Linked DNA regions of Arachis hypogaea: region 1 is linked to region 2. A link is a contact called in public Hi-C data. All regions are on one chromosome and are shown on one strand. The core of a region is the stretch at or near the end of the contact, and the rest is flanking DNA. Distances in the headings are between cores, read along the strand shown. Region 1 has its middle 4.8 kb from the start of LOC140176355. Region 2 holds the start of LOC112720827 (14 kDa proline-rich protein DC2.15).

What was found. Hi-C and Micro-C count contacts between places; a contact is called where the count stands out from the background.
Region 1: a contact with region 2 is called in a Hi-C map of leaf, with 3 times the contacts expected there. The contact joins the enhancer-like site here to the promoter of LOC112720827 in region 2. A contact is called at or near these places in 2 of 8 Hi-C or Micro-C datasets (leaf and an unstated tissue).

Annotation. Positions count from the first base shown.
Region 1 is chr11:48,910,468-48,914,523 of arahy.Tifrunner.gnm2.J5K5, forward strand. No RefSeq gene overlaps it. Among protein-coding and RNA genes, the nearest start is that of LOC140176355, 4.8 kb to the left of the region's middle. Within about 2 kb of position 2,659, at least 2 of the 3 cell types and tissues checked have open chromatin away from gene starts, as enhancers often do.
Region 2 is chr11:48,670,424-48,674,531 of arahy.Tifrunner.gnm2.J5K5, forward strand. LOC112720827 (14 kDa proline-rich protein DC2.15) reads left to right here and starts at 1,382. Exons shown (of 1, transcript XM_025771923.3): 1 at 1,382-2,214. The coding sequence starts at 1,502. The coding sequence ends at 1,930.

The DNA of each region.
Region 1 (4,056 bases), core at 1,409-3,908, 240 kb after region 2:
ACCCGTAACTAAAGGAGACAAGTTCAGTCTCAAGCAATGCCCCAAAAATGATCTTGAGATGACAACAATGCATGATAACGCTTATGCATCAGCACTAGGGAGCTTAATGTATGCTCAAGTCTGCACACGCCTCGATATATCATTCTTAGTGGGAGTGTTGGGTAGATACTTGAGCAATCCTAGTATGGATCATTGGATAACTGTTAAACGCGTAATGCGTTATCTAAAGAGAACAAAGGATTACATGCTTACTTATCAGAGATCAGAAAATTTGGAGATCATTGGGTACTCTGATTCCGATTTCATGGCATATGGTTGCGAAACTTTGTCACTGAGCTTCGTATAGTAGATGACATTGAAAGGTCATTAAAGATATTTTGTGACAATAAGTCAGCAGTACTATACTCCAATAACAATAAGAGCTTGACAAAATCGAAGCATACAGACATTAAGTTCTTAGTTGTCAATGAGAAAGTTGAAGAAAAACATATTTTCATAGGACATATAGGAACAGAGTATATGCTAGTAGACTCAATAACCAAGAAATTGATCCCTAAAGTCTTTCATGAGCACACTGCTCGGATGGGTGTCAATATTTGTGATGCCTTAGTTTAGTGGGAGTTTATTTTATACTATATGTTCTATGACAGATATTGAGTTATTTTTCTGCAAAATTAAGTTGATGGTTTATTTCATGTTATGTGAAATGTTCATTTTGCAATATTTGTATTGTGTTTTATCTCAATAAAGTTTTAAAGTTGGACCAGCTGGAAATAGACATGCATGAGATCACTTGGCATGTAATTTCCATGTTACTCATCCAAATTTGATCTATGTCGTTAAGTATATTAGGATGGTGATTGTCGTGGTTTAGTCACGACATTAATGTGATAAAAGCCGGGGTAGTTCCATATCTAATATATGAGACGGACCAGATTGTTAAAGTAATGAGAGAAATAGCATTCAGATGCGCGCATAAAGTTTATAAGATGTGATTATGTCAAATATATGTATAGCCCAAGTGAGAGATTGTTAGGAAATTATTTTAATTTTCTAATTTGTTTGTGGACAATACATATATTAATTATAATCACAAATTATGCTATTTCAAATTAAATGACTTATATAATGGTGATCTCATTTATTGTTATAAATGCTAAATTGAATAAGTCATTATTACTTTTGATTTGGAATTAAATGAGAATAAAAAGCAGATATTATCTTTTATTCCTTAGATAATTATTTTGTATTTTAGATATATTATCTTTTAGACTTTAGATACTATTTTATTTGGGCTTTACGGTTTAATGGGTGTCATGCTCAAATATAAATAGTCCTTCAGGGTTTCGGTCCCCAATATACCAAAGCCGCCTTTGTTGCTCTTTCCCCATCAAAAGAGTTGCAATCCAGTCGCCTAGGAATACAGAAGGCTTTAGTTGAGGAAGATCGAAGGAACCACAAGATTGAGACAATCCTTCCATCTAATTTCTAATTTCTATTAGTAAAGGTACGCTTCCACATTATGATATATTTTTGGTGACTCAATATGGATGATCTGGATTAATAAAATAATTTATTCCAACATGTTCTTTATTTTAATTACACTTTTAAGTACTCTGAATAGATTTATTTTATTATACTTTTAATAACCAAACTAAACATTACTTATGTTAGTAAAGAGTGATCCACGGCATTGAGTGAGAGGATAGGAGATAGCGATGATTTCGGCGCTGGCTATATTGAATAGGACGGCAAAGTTATTGACGATGGGAATTCAACGACGTCGTTAAGGGATAAAGAAAGAGAGATTGCGTGAGAGGGCAGTAGATGACGACGACGTCGTTCTTCTTGTCACCACGGCGACTACGATGCTTGGAAGTACTGAAGCTACGTGACGGAGAAAGAATGGAGGAGTGGAAAGATGTTTCAATTAACGGGAGTGAGGTGTTGATATTTTAAGAAATTATATCATTACCCATCTCAAATAATAAATTACAAAATAATCCAACTATGGTTAATATAATAACCAATTAAAACGTGACACATGATAAAGAATAATTTATACGTTATTTTAGAGAAAATTGGATAGAATTCACCTAATTAAATATAGTCCATTTCTAATTGTTAAATTCATCATTTTTTTTCTATTAATTTTGACCAAAAGAACATACTTCATACAACACAAGCGAAATCACTACGATCATAGTAATATAGCTGACTTTCGTCACACTGTGCTACCCCATTTCTAAAACTATCCAATATCATCTTTTTAAACCTTTGCTAAGGATTATTGTTGTCCTTCAATTCTTCGCTACATAATAAATGGACACAATATTATCTAAACGTATATCCAATTTTCAAGAAAGTACGATGGAATACTTGAAACGTTTCATAAAGTACAATGACATATGTGAAAACTTTCCCAATGAATATATAAAAGATAATAGAAACAGGATACTAGATAGGGATGGATGCAATGAAAATGAAAAGCACGCAGTGGGAACGTTCGAGTGTCCGGACCGTTGACATTGTCAATTTTCGATTAGATCGATCGGTCGGTCCAGTCCAATTTTAAAAATCATGACTCGAACTGAACTAGCTAGGTCACGGACTGACCTCCTGCAGCCAGCTCACGGTCACGGAGACTCAGTACTCTCTCGAAATCACAAAACCACAGCACATGATTCCAAAACTTCCATTTATATTCCCTATCTCTTTCTCTCCATCTCTCTGTGCCCCACTAATTTTTTATATCAAATATAATTGGAATTTTATCTGATATAAGAATTATGTGATTTTCTTTTTCTTCAAAGTACTACTTTTTTTTATACTAATTAAAATTTAGTCCAATGATAAAAATGATTAATCCACAATAACATAATGAACTAGTTACTACTATATCCCTATAGCTTCCTCGGTAGTGGATGGATTGTTATTATTACGAGGGACAAACTTATGGTAGCGTTAGATATATAATCCATGATTCTACTTGTCGGTTTAATCTCTTTTCGTCAAGTGATTTTATAATATATACATGTTTTTAATAAAACGATTTAGGCTTTGATTCTTAGAATAAGAAAAAATTTAGTATATGAGAAATAAAAAAATATTTATGTATAATCACATTTTAAGTTGAAAAGAGATTATTGTTTGAAGAGATGAATTATATATAAAATTATTTATGTATCTTTAGTTATCAGTGTAAATTTAAAAATAATATTTGCATTTTTTTTGTACATAACCTTTTTTATATATTCTCTTTTTATGGTATAAAAAAATATTTTATCTTCTTTTACTTTTTATCGATCATTTTGAATATTAAAAAGCTAAAAGTGTACAAAAGAATTGTAAAAAAAAAAATTAGTGCAAATAACGTTATTCCCGTGGTGTTTAAATTTTTGAAATAAAATAATTTTATAATAACATGTATATTTTTTAGTAAGCCTTATCAATTTTTGTTATGGAAAATTCAACTAATTCAATTTAATTTCTTGAAATTTAAATAAGAATTTCAAACTTATATAATACATACACTTGCTTAAAGAATTAAATTTCCTATTATTTTGACTATTGTGATATTGTTACAAAAGACACATTGCATGTTGTGGTTGATTTTTTTGTTATGGAAGCTGTGAATGTGTTGTGCATAATTATAGATGTTAGAGGTAGTAGACCAATTTGTGGGACAATTTTTGTTCAAATTTGGTGTTAAGAAATTGGACCCTTCGATTTCATTGTTGAAAATTTTTTGTAAGCAAATCGGAGGGTCCGTTTTGTATGAAGGAAATATCTGAAATTTATATGAAACTTATCGGACATTTCGAGTTCTGCATGAATGAAAATTTCTTTTTTATTTTCCCTCAACAACTCGCATGGTCTGTGTTGTAGTGAATAAGTCGGACTGTCCGATAAGCCTCGCCCCACTCGCACCGTCCGATTTCTTACCTGCTGACACCACATGCAGGTAAAGCACACCTGATCCCCATAACGGGGTCCTACCCCATTCTAGCCTCCATAATAAAATTAAAAAGTGGCATGTTGTTGCTATCTAATAAG
Region 2 (4,108 bases), core at 132-2,631:
AAGTAAAATGAGAAGTGAAAGAAATTTTAGAGTTTTTTGTTTTTTTGAGTATCTGTTCTCGTTAATGTGATAATAAAATATTGAGAATACTCTTCAAATAGTTTCAACCATTGTTTATGATTCTAAAAGTTTTATTTATAAATAATTCTAGAAACTTCAAATTATAATTATATCCAATAAGGATTCTCAACTATTAATTTTCTCATGAAAATAACTGTTTAATTTTTTTAGTATAAATATATATATCAGCAGCATTATTAAGCAAATTAAAGTGAGAATCGAAGAGAAGCGTGCATGTTGGGCATATTATTTGAGAATTGAGACGGATCAGTTGTAAAGCGAGAAGGAGAGAGTAATGAATAAGAACAATGCAGTGACTTCGTCAATTCATCAGTCGCAAATAATGACTGGAAAATGACAAATAAGCCTCAATATCATATGCATTATTATTTGGTTTTGAATCTTTGCCAAACTATTGAAAATGAAGCTGAACGACATGTATGAAATGATATATTCTTCTCAAAGTGAATTGACAACTAACCCCACTTTGCAACATGGCAGATGCCTCCAAACTACTTTAAATATATTATTTATAATAGCATATTATTAGACACTAATTTATCTATTAACTTATTTTTTACTTATTAAATATATATCATATTAAAAATTGTGATATTAGTTAAGATAGTGTATATTTACATTATTATAACGGAAAAATCTTAAATTGAAGTTTACAAAATAAGAATGTTTTTTGATAAATATACATGATAAAATATATTTCAAAAGAAAAAAGAACTTGAAATCTCCATCCCATATAATAGAATTAATAAGAAGTAAATAATTTTCTTTATCATTATACAATATTACTATATAAAAGTAAAAAAATCATGTTAAACTATAAATTCTAAATTCTAAACAACCTATTTTAATTTTTAAACTCTAAATTTTAAGATTTTAAAATTTTTAAAAAATAAAAAAGTTAATAATAAAAATAAATAATATTAATTAATTCTCTATATTTATTCAATCAGATATTTTTTTTCTATTTTTATGATTAATATTATATAACTAATAAAATTTATTATTTTTAATTAATATTTAACTAATTTTAAACATTAAATACTAAATTCTAAATTATAAATCTTAGTTCCTAACATTTTTTTTTTCCAAATAATTTCCGCGTGTTTAAAACATATCGTTCCTTCCATGTTGTGCTGCCAGCTAGTGTTGGCTTCTTCCAGTTTCCGTCCAATGTGATCCCTACTATACTCACATGCATAATGTATTTCCTCCAAATTATTATGGAAAAATATCCCAATTATTATTTAAACCTTAAAAAAAAATTCCCAAACAACTCCCCAGTCCTTCCTTATAAAACCCCATCACAACCTCCTCCAACCACCATCACTACTCACAAGAAAAGAAAACCAAAGTAACAAACAAATAATAGTGTCCCAAAGAAAGTGTAGTTACTTCATTACCACCACCAACTGTTTGTGAAATGGCTTCAAAGAGTGCTCTTCTCATTGCCCTCAACATTCTCTTCTTCACAGTTGTAACCTCAAACTACGTGCCATGTCCACCACCACCAACCAAAAGCCACAACCACAAACCGCCGCACCCGAGCGTCCCATCAATCCCTAAACCGCCATCCACAAAGCCCCCCTCACAACCCAAATGCCCAAGAGACACGCTCAAGTTGGGCGTGTGCGCCAACGTGTTGGGTTTGGTGAACGTTCAGCTTGGAAATCCAGCAAAGACACCATGCTGCTCCCTCATTAATGGCCTCGTTGATCTTGAAGCCGCTCTTTGCCTTTGCACCGCTCTTAAAGCCAATTTGCTTGGTATCAATCTTAACATTCCAATCAGCTTGAGTTTGATTCTCAACTACTGTGGAAAAGGTGTCCCTAACGGATTTGTCTGCCCTTAAATTATGGTTCTTAATTAAATTGCTATTGCCATACTTAAGAGTGAAGACCCTGGTATTGTTGAATGAATGGCAATGGCACTTCACATATATGTGTGTGTCTCTCATAAGGTTCTATACAGTTTTTACTTTTGTTGTTCTGATTGGCACGTGCCTTGCTTGTGCTAATTGATACTTCCATGTTCAATCAATACTTTAGATATGTTAGTGATTATTATTGTTCTTGTTGTATTACACGTAAGTGAAATTTCTAAGTGATAATAAAAATTTCTCTTTATAATAGGCTATCAGCATGGTGTGTATATGAACATTTTTTTTTTTTTGGGTTTCTTTTTAACTTGTTCTTATGCTATAGTAGAATAATAGATACGTATATATTGAATTATTGATCAATGAAAGTAGGTCTCCCAAAGGCATCGGTAGAAAAATAAGTATCGATATATATCAAAAGATAGAGTAGGGAAATATAATAATAAATAATAGTAGCAGAAGCATCATTTGTGATTGTCAAAAAATATTTTTTTAAAATAATTACTTAGCCTCAGTTAGTATGAGTGTTAATTTTTGCAGGAAGATAAAACATGAATTTTTGGTTTGGCATTTAGCATTAAAAGTCCATGAATTTTTTGAAAGGTAAAAGTCTAGTTATGTTGATATTTTAAAAGTGAACATTTAGTTGATATTTTTTTAAATGCTTTTGTAATCTTTTAGAGTTGGCTTTTTTGTTGTTACAGGATTTTTTGTGTTTGACTTTGGCTTGATTGGTTTTTGATTGATTATTTATCTTTAATGGTAATATCGAAGAAAATTTTAATTAATTAAATATCAATCTTTATATATGTTTGTTATAGTGATGAAATTAAATATAAAGAATAAAAACATTAATAAATACTGTATGTGACACTGTTATTTTCCCGTGTTTATTAATGGTATTATCATCATATGTTTTAGAGCCATAAAATTTGTGGTTCCAATCGTATGCTTCGATTCGATTTGGAAGCTCATCAATACAGTAGAAGAAAGATGAAATTACAGACTTGATCGTGATATATTCAGAACCATACCAATATAAATGGCTAAGGCCCAAATTCAATAATAACTTAATAAGTCCATTATCTAGCAAGGGATAACAACGAAAAAATCAATCAATATTATATATCACAATGAATAATAAGTTAAATGACATAATTTTTTTTTATCTAAAAATTTTGGATTCGAATTTCTCACTGATCCAAAAAAATCTGCTAAATATTACTACAAAAAAGAAATCAATATCATATATCTATATATAAAAAATTGAATTTACAACTTTTTAAAAATTATTTAGTATATTACGTTTGAGGCATATAACTTTACTATTTAGATTTCTTTTTATGAATATATTTATGTAGTGTACGATTTCAAATGATACTCGACTATATATCACGATTTAAAATTTGGTCAAACAACTTACTGTTGGTAAGCTGTATTTGACATGATCGTTAATGGCCTCCTCTTTACATAATTAAAAAGTATTTTTTATGTCTTACAAATATTGATTGAAAATAATTCGATACCCAAGTTTTTGTTATAAAAAATAAATCAAAATGGTATACAAAGTAAATCGTGTTAAAGCTATCACCCAAAAATTTAAGAAGGCACAAGCTACGTGCTCCCATATATCACAAATAGTCATTTTGGCATCGAAAAATTCCATTTTTGATAAAAATAGATCTCAATATTTGTTTTTGATAAAATGATTCTCAATAAATATATTTTGTTTGATAAAATAATCCAAATATTTTATTCATAATTAATTTATTTAATCAACTGTTAACTTATTATAAAATTACTAATCTATTCTTAGATCTATTCTCTCTCTTTATTTGTGGGGTTATTACTTCCCCACTATATTATCATTGCAACAATTTTCATCAACAATCCAACACTAACACTAATCTTTTCAAAGCGAAAAAGCTCCGTTGCCAATTCCATTTCTTTTGTTTCTCCCATCGCAACTGCAATGACCTCTCTTCTCTCTCTCTCTCCTACGACCAACCACAATAAGAAGATCTCTGTCTTATCTGTTGTCACCATAGTTGATTCTGTGATGAGAGGATCTCCATGCACTTAGCTTCATTAGCAGGCTCGTCTTGTGACTTATCATTGCCTTTCTCTAATCATTAGTCGCTATCGTCGTGC